2 separate regions of the Anas platyrhynchos genome follow, and region 2 is linked to region 1. A link is a contact called in public Hi-C data. All regions are on one chromosome and are shown on one strand. The core of a region is the stretch at or near the end of the contact, and the rest is flanking DNA. Distances in the headings are between cores, read along the strand shown. Region 1 has its middle 10 kb from the start of GALNT11. Region 2 overlaps PRKAG2 (protein kinase AMP-activated non-catalytic subunit gamma 2).

Evidence for each region. Hi-C and Micro-C count contacts between places; a contact is called where the count stands out from the background.
Region 2: a contact with region 1 is called in a Hi-C map of F1 follicle, with 3 times the contacts expected there. The contact joins two enhancer-like sites. A contact is called at or near these places in 7 of 8 Hi-C or Micro-C datasets (F1 follicle, F5 follicle, liver and 3 more).

Annotation. Positions count from the first base shown.
Region 1 is chr2:152,761,686-152,765,833 of IASCAAS_PekinDuck_T2T, forward strand. No RefSeq gene overlaps it. Among named protein-coding and RNA genes, the nearest start is that of GALNT11, 10 kb to the left of the region's middle. Within about 2 kb of position 2,131, at least 1 of the 8 cell types and tissues checked has an H3K27ac peak or open chromatin away from gene starts, as enhancers often do. A contact at or near this core is called in F1 follicle, where this site is marked.
Region 2 is chr2:152,962,503-152,966,929 of IASCAAS_PekinDuck_T2T, forward strand. It overlaps PRKAG2 (protein kinase AMP-activated non-catalytic subunit gamma 2), which reads left to right. Exons shown (of 16, transcript XM_027450396.3): 6 at 3,039-3,148. Among named protein-coding and RNA genes, the nearest start is that of RHEB, 32 kb to the right of the region's middle. Within about 2 kb of position 1,284, at least 3 of the 8 cell types and tissues checked have an H3K27ac peak or open chromatin away from gene starts, as enhancers often do. A contact at or near this core is called in F1 follicle, where this site is marked.

The DNA.
Region 1 (4,148 bases), core at 881-3,380:
ATTAGGGGATGCTGGGTGACAGGCAAAGAGAAGCCACAAAGGGGGTGGTGATGGGGATCCCTCATGGAAATCCCAATTTGGAAGAGGTCAGCAGTATTTTGTGGATGCTATAGGTGGAAGGAAGGCTTGGAGAGGCTTTGGAGAGCTGCAGAGAGGTGTCTCCCTCTTCACCCTGATGTTTCTGCCATACCACCTTGAGGGTTATAGGACCCCCTGACCTGTCCTTTCCAGTCATGTCTCACCTACTACCACAAGCAGCAGTACCTCCTGTCTTCTTCTCCCTACGGCAATTTCTACTTGCTTGGGGCTGCTGAGAAAGGAAGGAGAACCAGGGAGGGGACAGGAGAAAAGGGGCTATTTCCACCAAGGGGAAAGGAGGACTAGAAAGTGCCAAGCCAAAGAGGAAGGCTGTAGGGAGCAAGGCTTTCTGTTCCTATCTCTGGGGTCAAATATCACTGCTCCTAAGGACTGCAGTTCCAGTTCTGGTGCCTATTTCCCTTTTTTTTGGAGACAGCAGTGGCTGTGTGGGCAGATGGCAGGTATGGCCTGTGTGACTTGATGTTTCTTAGTCCAGAACCATGAATAGAGTCCCTGTTTCCCCAAATAGCAGTGTTCTGACTACTAGGACACTCTCATGCAAAAGCCCTAGTTTTCAGGTAGAGCTTTTTGTATTCAAATGCAGACATTTAAGCAACAAAGGGTAAAAGTATTCCTTGTTATGAAAATGCTAATAAGCACCTAATAGTATCCTGAACACAAGAAAGGGACAGGAAAGAAGTGGAAATGAAATATTTTCAAGGTCTAAGATCAAGCTGGTTGGCATGAGGGAGATTTCCTTGTAATAGTCTTGTCAAGGAAGAGAGAAGAACATTGTAATAAGGATGAGATAAACTAAAAGCCCATTCTTGCCTCTAAACTGGCATGGCTCTTCACCAACCTTAAGTGGCCGTACTCGATGCTAGCAAGTGGCTCCGTGGGGCTGGTTTTCCAGGACCCTTCTGGAAATAAAGTCACATAAACTGTGCGGAACTAAGAATGTATACACAAGAACAGAATCAAAAGCAAGTGATATTAAGATTAGAGGGGAATTCCTACATTATAACATAGCCATTTGTAACTGGATATTCAATATTTGCAACTTTCATTTGTGGGATCTTGAGATGGCAAAAAAAAAAAAAAAAGGCAGATGGTTTCATTCACAAGCTATTTTCAATATTTTCTGAATATAAAATCTCTGCCCCTTTTGTATGTCCTTATGAAGGAAAAAAGATCATGTCATCTTGTATCATTAAGAGAAAATACCAGGGTTTAGCTAGGTGGCTGATTTTTATGTCGATATAGTTTGGAGATTGATCAATTGTGAAAGTTTTGGTTCTCTTGTGAATTAGATGAGTGAGGACAGGGCACTTAGGAAATGAGGGCAAAATCCCTTTGAACAGATCAGTATTGGTTGTAATAAAATTCGCAGCATTTCATTATGTAAAAATATGTTGTAAACCAAACAATACTCGTGTTGTTCTTATAGCCTTCACTGCCAAAGGAAATAAGGTCAGAAATTCAGCTTTCATTGTAATGAAAACCTCCAGTCCTTGTGGACAGAGGAATAAGACCTTGAAAATTTGACCTATGTGTAAAATGTTGTCTTATATTACAAGATTAAAATTTAAAGAGAGAGAGAGAGAAATCTCTTCTAGTGACTTTTAGTAAAGCCATTCTGAATTTACAGAGACCAACTCCTGTTTGTGTCAGTTCTCAGACGGGTAATACTGAGCATACGTCCCAAAGATGCCCAGTGGCACCGTACCAATTTGAGCTAAGCCGAAATACATTATCCCTTCTTTTAAATGCAAGTTTCTGCTCTACCATATTATAGAGCCATGTTATCTGAGAGTTGCAAAGCAATACCAGATGGTGGTTAGATGTAGTTTGGCTGGAATTTGCGGTTTCTCTTGTCTAGCCACATGTTTCACCACTTGCAAGCTTCTAAATTATATTGTTCAATTATTTGTCTCCTTGGCTCAATATTCTCTTTCTCTTCTGATTGCAATTCTTCATGCGTTCACTAGGTGGGTCCCCACAACAGTACACAGGGTGAGCAATGTGTTGAATAGCCTGAATTCCTTTTGGGAAATGTATCTCCCAGTCGGTTTTATTACCACTTTTTGGGCAGAAGTTCACTGCCCCACGTGTTCTGATGTGCAATTTAGTGATTTCAAAAACGGATTAAGTGCTGCGAAGTTGTCATAAAGGGACTGGGTTTAGGGATCTTCCTAAGATTATTCCCTCCTAATGTATCTGTTTAAACTGGGGTTTAAAACAAATGTGCTCTTCTTGTAGCCAGTTGTATATAGCCATATCAAACTTTGCAATCATTTTACCTTTCAAAGGGTGATGCAAAGCTGGTTGGTTAGCAACATCAAATATATTCCTCCCTTCCAAAATCAGAAGTTAGCCAGCATGTCTTAAATGCTTTGTGACTTTCCATGCTAGTCAAAACAACAAAAATCAGTATCCTTTTCCATGTTTGTTAGATATTTACTGTCTACGCAATATTTTTTAGCTAAAATCTTCAGAAATTTTCTTTCCAAGTATGATTGCTTTATATGAGCAAGTGGGTACTTATATCAAATAAATAAATAAATAAATAAATAAATAAATAAATTTACTCCCTAAACCTGACCAAAACAAAATCTAAACAGAAAAGTTTAGTTCTTTCTATCCCATAAAGCCCCATGAAGAAGATAAAGGGGAAAAAAAAAAGTGAGAGACTAACAATATTTCTTAATGTCCTGTTAGAAATCCAGTGTAACGCAAAGGTTGGTAGCATAAGAGGTTGACACGTGCATATTGTGAGCATTTTTTATGCTCCCCCAGCCAGATTCTGAATGTGATTCCTGCCTGTTGCAGCACCCATCTGTCACATTAACCTGGGAGAAAACTGCAAGTCAGGAACAGGGCAGCTATTCAGCCTGCTAATTCTCATAGTTAGGGCTGTATGGTCTTTAAAAGCCCTGGTGCTCTGAATGAGGAGGCACGCTACGTGTACTGTCTCGGGTTGTCTTCACCCTGCTCTGAATGAGCATCAATTAGCCTTCAGAAAGCTCTGTACTGTCACGTCCAGGCTGCTTCTGACATTCAGGCTTGTATATATAAGGCTCTCTCTCTCTAGTATAGTCTGTTGTGTTATCTTCAGACTGAGTAACCCCTGGGTGGCTTATCAGTTACCTTTCAATGCCTACTTCTCATACCTTGGCACTTACAGAAAGAAGAATGAAACAGCCTAGCTAATTATTGTGAGGCTAGTTTTACTTTTTCCTCTTCCTTCATTCCCTCTCTTATCCGGGCTCATTAAGTGAATCTATTTCATCTGCTTATTTGACATGGTAAGCCAATTCATCTGGAAGTCTAGCAAGAAATGCAAATTCTGATTGAACTAAAGGTTTTGTTTCATGGGATCTATGTTTAGAGGGCAAAGAAAGGGTTCAGAAAATTCTTGCATTATATATGACAAAGATAAACTGAAAACTAAAATAGGTTCTTTTCTTGCTCTGTGACTAAGTTGTATTAAATAAAGCTGATATTCATTATTGAATATATTTAAACTCAGGAAACCTTGGTCCATCAAATAATGAATGTCAGACAAGACAAAGACTGCCGCAGTACACAGTGGCACAGTAGTGCTTAATGTCAGAGATCTGGCTTAAAATTGATCCTCAGCAGTGGCTGTAGCATCTGATTTCCTGGTTTTAGCAAGTAAGTAGGTAGAATTTTCTGTGTTTTACCAAAGCCAGGTTTAATGATCTCCTTGGCTTCATTTTGATGGCAAGAATCCCAACTCAGAAAAAAATAGCTACTGTATACTTTCAGTTTACTTGTGTCTCTAGGTGATGGTTATGAGCTCCAGTAGTTATCTCTTCTACTATCAGTTGCAATCTCCATTCTTCAGCTCTGGGCCAAATCTACCTTTAGGCTGAGTACAAATGCTCGAGGAATCCAGGGCAATGTGGAACAGTGAGAAATTCTCACAAAACCTTGGTTTACATTTAGAAAGTTCTTGTGTACCTGAGCCCAGAGACTTGATCTGGGAGGGGGATCTCCTGCTCTCCTCAATTAGAGTCACTGTTCTGCTTCCCTGGGAAATTACACGA
Region 2 (4,427 bases), core at 34-2,533, 200 kb after region 1:
AACGTTCAGCTCATCAGCTGTAGGAAGCTGAGGTCTGGCTGGAGGCAGCATCCTAAATCGTGGTGTAGGTCCAGCAAATGTATTCCCCAGGGCTTCTTTGCAGCTGCCTTTGCTGAGTCTGGACTCCTGGAGCTGTCTGGTGCCATTCCAGCCTCACACACGTTACGGGAGTTACAGGAGCAGTTTGTGAAAGGTGTACGTCAGGCTTCTGCCTCGGAGAGAGGGAATACAATTGCCAGGAGTGGCAGGGACGGGCTGTGCTTGGCGCTGCTGCCGTGCCACTGCAGCTTGTGCTCCCCTAGGAGGCCCTGCCCTCAGAATTCCCGTAGCTTGTAGTCCTTCTGTGGCTTCTGCTACAGCTCGGGGCATCCCTTACTGTAACTGGGCTTCTGCACATGAGATCCAGATGCAAATCTAATCCTGGATACCTCAATTCCTTCTTCCAGCAGGAGCAGAGGGTCTGCGTTACTTGTCCATGTCGTGCACCCTTCTGGTATCAACACCTGAGTACGCTGCTGATCTGGGGTGAAAGAATAGACAGGATATGTACGTACCTCCTGCCCGTGGGGTAAATTGAGGAGTCCCGAGCCTGCTGGAGACCTCTTCTCCTTTCAGCAGCCACACACACCAATAACTCACACACAGTTCTCGTACAAAGAGCAAGCTGGAGGCAGCTCCTCAGTACTTGTGGGTAGCTGAAGGGCTTGGAAGGTCCTGAATATCCTTTCCAGTTGCCACTTGACGACACCACGTCGAGCATACGAGGTAGCGCAGCAGGGCGTATGTTTTGCATGTGTAGTTTGTGGCTGCTACAGCAGGGCATTATGCTGGCCCGTGGTGTCAGGATCTGCAGAAACAAACCTCAGTTCCAGCTGGACAATTGCATCCTTGTTTAGATCCTGCTGGAGTTCCCTCGCTATTTTTGTAGCTGTTAAACACAGGGCTCACAGATCACCGTCTTGCGCTTCTGAGCGTTTCCAATCTGAACTTTCCATCCTCGGGGAAGGAACCGGCTGCTTTGTGGTGCCTGGGGGATGCGCCTGATGCTGATTTCTGAACTGGGAGACAAACTCGGGTGAGGTAGCAGCACCTAGCCAACCCCACACATCCCGAATGGGTGAAGATTGTTCAGGTCTGGTTAAAAGTTTGTGTTCAGAGCGTGTGCTGAGCAAGAGGAGGGTTTCTAGGCACATCTTTACCGCGCTGGTCCATGCAGAGGTCAGAGCTGTGCCTGCCGTTCCCGACCTTGCCTGATTAAAGCTGGCAACAAGCTCACTCAGCAATTACTGCCCTCGCTGCATTTGCATAACTGGTGGTAGGCCGACAGAACGGTACCCAGCGATGACGTGCTCTGCGAAGGGTGACATCTTTTCAGCTAAAAACAGTTGCTGGTTTTGCAGTTCATCAGCTATTTGATATATATTTAAAAAAAAAAAAAGCTGATTGTATGCAAAGTAACATTGTCTCCTCCACCTCCTCCTTCTAGTTTGCTCTTTAAGAAGAAAGCCAGCCATAGCTCGCCCTGCTGCAGGGTCAGTGAATTCGCTTTGTGCAGCCAGTAGCTGTGGAAGCTGTTGAGGAAGCTGCGGGGTGATAAGCTGTTGCTATATTACAGAGTTACATAAAGCGTTCTCTGTTCCCAACTGCCTTTTTTGACCTCCCTTATGCCTGCCCTTGCCGAGTCAGTACCAGTTCCCCTTTGGTATCATCTTATAAAGGCTGCTTCGCACCAGCCTTGTCCGAGTCAATCTGCCTCATTCTTCCCCTATCGGTTTGCTCGCATTGTTTCCTAATCTCTTATCAATTTCTCCTAGCTCCTGCTATTTTCACTCCTGGTCCTGACCTTTATAGGAACATAAATCCAACGAACGATTTACTTTTTTTTCTGCTTCTTTCTAGTTGAACTCTCTTCTGTATTCCTCTAGAACTGCTGCTTGGGTTTTGGTGGGGAAAGGGCTTCTTTAAAGAGTAGGGGGAGCTGGAAATGAAGGACTTAACTTGACACGCAGAGAGACTGCCTGTATGTTACAGTAGCTGCTACAGGGGAGTTCCATCTTGGCTTCTGTAGGATTGGACTAAAACTGTGCTGAGCCACCCTGTGGAAGTGACATTTTCTCTGGCACTAGAGGATTAATTTTGAGCACATGTAGCAAACGAGGATTTTGAGGTTTATAGCTTTCTAACACCAAGTTCTTCAATGGTTAGTAGGTAGTTCAGGTTTGTTTTTTGTTTTTTTTTCCTTGCTCTGCAAAAGCACAGCATGACCGAGTTCCAGCACAGTGTTACAGGATTGCAAGGGTGCACGTCTGATAGGGAGGTTAACCTTGACTGAGCTGCAGGTACCTACTGTAAAGAACATAGGGCCAAAGGGCTTTAAAAAAAAAAAAAAGTAACATACCCAAGCAGATCTAAAGACTGTACGCATGTGCATCTAAGCTTGATAAATGCAAAATTAATTTAATATAGATTGGATCGTGTGTCCTTGTTACAGACAAATCATGTTTAACAACAACAACAACAAAAAAAGAAAACTTGCAAAAAAAAGAGTCCAGCCCCAATGGATCCTGTTTTCATAAATGAACTGTGGGATTTGTGAGGTTTTGTGTAACGTAGTTTGAATGGAGCGGTGCCGATTGGGGAACTTGTTATCAGAGCAATATTAACTTAAGGCTTAGTTAAGCCTGATGCTACTTAAATTTCCAACTTGCTTTGTACGTAATTGGAGTTCAGGTACCAAGTATGCATAGTCAATAGCTTGCTGTTAGGGAAACAAAACCGAAACGTAACGCTTTAGTACTGAAGTCCTTTCTTGTCGAGGAGAAGCCATGCATTTGCCCGTGTGCTATTAAATTGGAAAGGAAAGAAGTGAAATGCAAAGTGCAGGACGATGAACTGTCTGTCTAGATCTGAAAGCATGGATTTGAGTTTTGCTGTAGGGATGTCCTGCAATGGTGTTCAGTTGATTTGGCATGCTTTTTACTCTTTTTTTTTTTTTTTAAGGTCATTTAAATAAAACAACATAATGTTTTTACTTACAGCACTTGAAGAATCGGAAAGTGACATTTATGTGCGATTCATGAGGTCACACAAGTGTTATGACATTGTTCCAACAAGCTCTAAGCTTGTTGTTTTCGACACTACGCTACAAGTGAGTATTCTCCTTTCAGTCTGCCTTTGCTTGCAGTTCTCTTTTTTTTTTTTTTAATGGGCGTGTGTTTCCTGAGTGCTAAATGAAATCTGAGCAGCTCTCCCGTAATGCTGTGCTTTGAATACAAGCCCCCATATTGTTTCAACTGTATCCTTCGTGCTCTGCTAGAGGAGGAGCTGTGGGGAGGCTTCCTGGTTGAACAGAATGAGAAGGCAACTTGTTGGAGCCGGAGTCACTCACTGGGAAAAGGTTCAGAAAAATCCAAATTTATATTGGCTTCTTTGTGGCTGTGAGAATTTATGTAAAGCCATCTCACATGTAAAGACCCCTGTGCAGCAGTTAGAGCATCTAGGTGTTCTGAGCCTGTTCCTGCTATGTTGCTACGATGATTTAGGGCTGGAATGGATGGCTTAATGACACAAATTACTACAGTCTCCAGAAAATTTTTGTTTTCGGTTTCTCATTTTGCTTTTAATCAGTAAATCATCATCTGCTAGGCTCTTGGCTCTGTGGGAAGCGTTTAGTTGCCAAAAGATGGCAATAGCTGCCTGCTACAGAAATGGAGTAATCTGTTCTGCAGTGTGGTAGAGCGCTGTGGCTTTTTGTTTCCTGGATTTTGCAATTGATGTTTTTTGGGGGGTGGATTTCTTTTTTGTGTTGTTTTTGGTCTGTTTCCTTTCAAAGGTGCTCTGCTCTGGCTTCACTGTGCATGTTAAGTACTTTGTCATGGAATGTGCTTAGACTCCAGCCTTCCACAGTCAGAGAGAACCACGTAACAGATACTTGGTCCCAAAATATTCACAGAATAATCTTGCATGTTGGATACTAGTGAATAGTGGAGGATTATTAATTAGTACCATGATCTAAAAGATAGAAACCCTCCTTACACGACAGGGCAAAGTATTAAGGCAGGTCATGAGTACTGCACACAAAGTAGTCTGTCTAAGGACCAAGAGCATCCTTCTTGAGTTGATTGCCACATGCACAGGCAGAAACAGATGGTGTAAAGAAGGCTGGGGAGATAATTAGAGCACTCTGTCCCTTCGTGCTTTGTGTGATTGTGATCCTGATGTGTGGAACATGGAGACTGATTGGTGCAGGCTGAGGTCCTTTTCACTAAAGAGCGTTGTGACCAGGGCATAGCACTGGTGGTCAGTTCTGCAGCATGACTAAAAACACCACGGCTTTAGTTACTGCTCAAGAAAAAGCAGCTTGTAGCTTCCACAATGGGCTTGTTGATTATCCAGGCATCTCACTCATGAAGGAGTTTATTAATCTC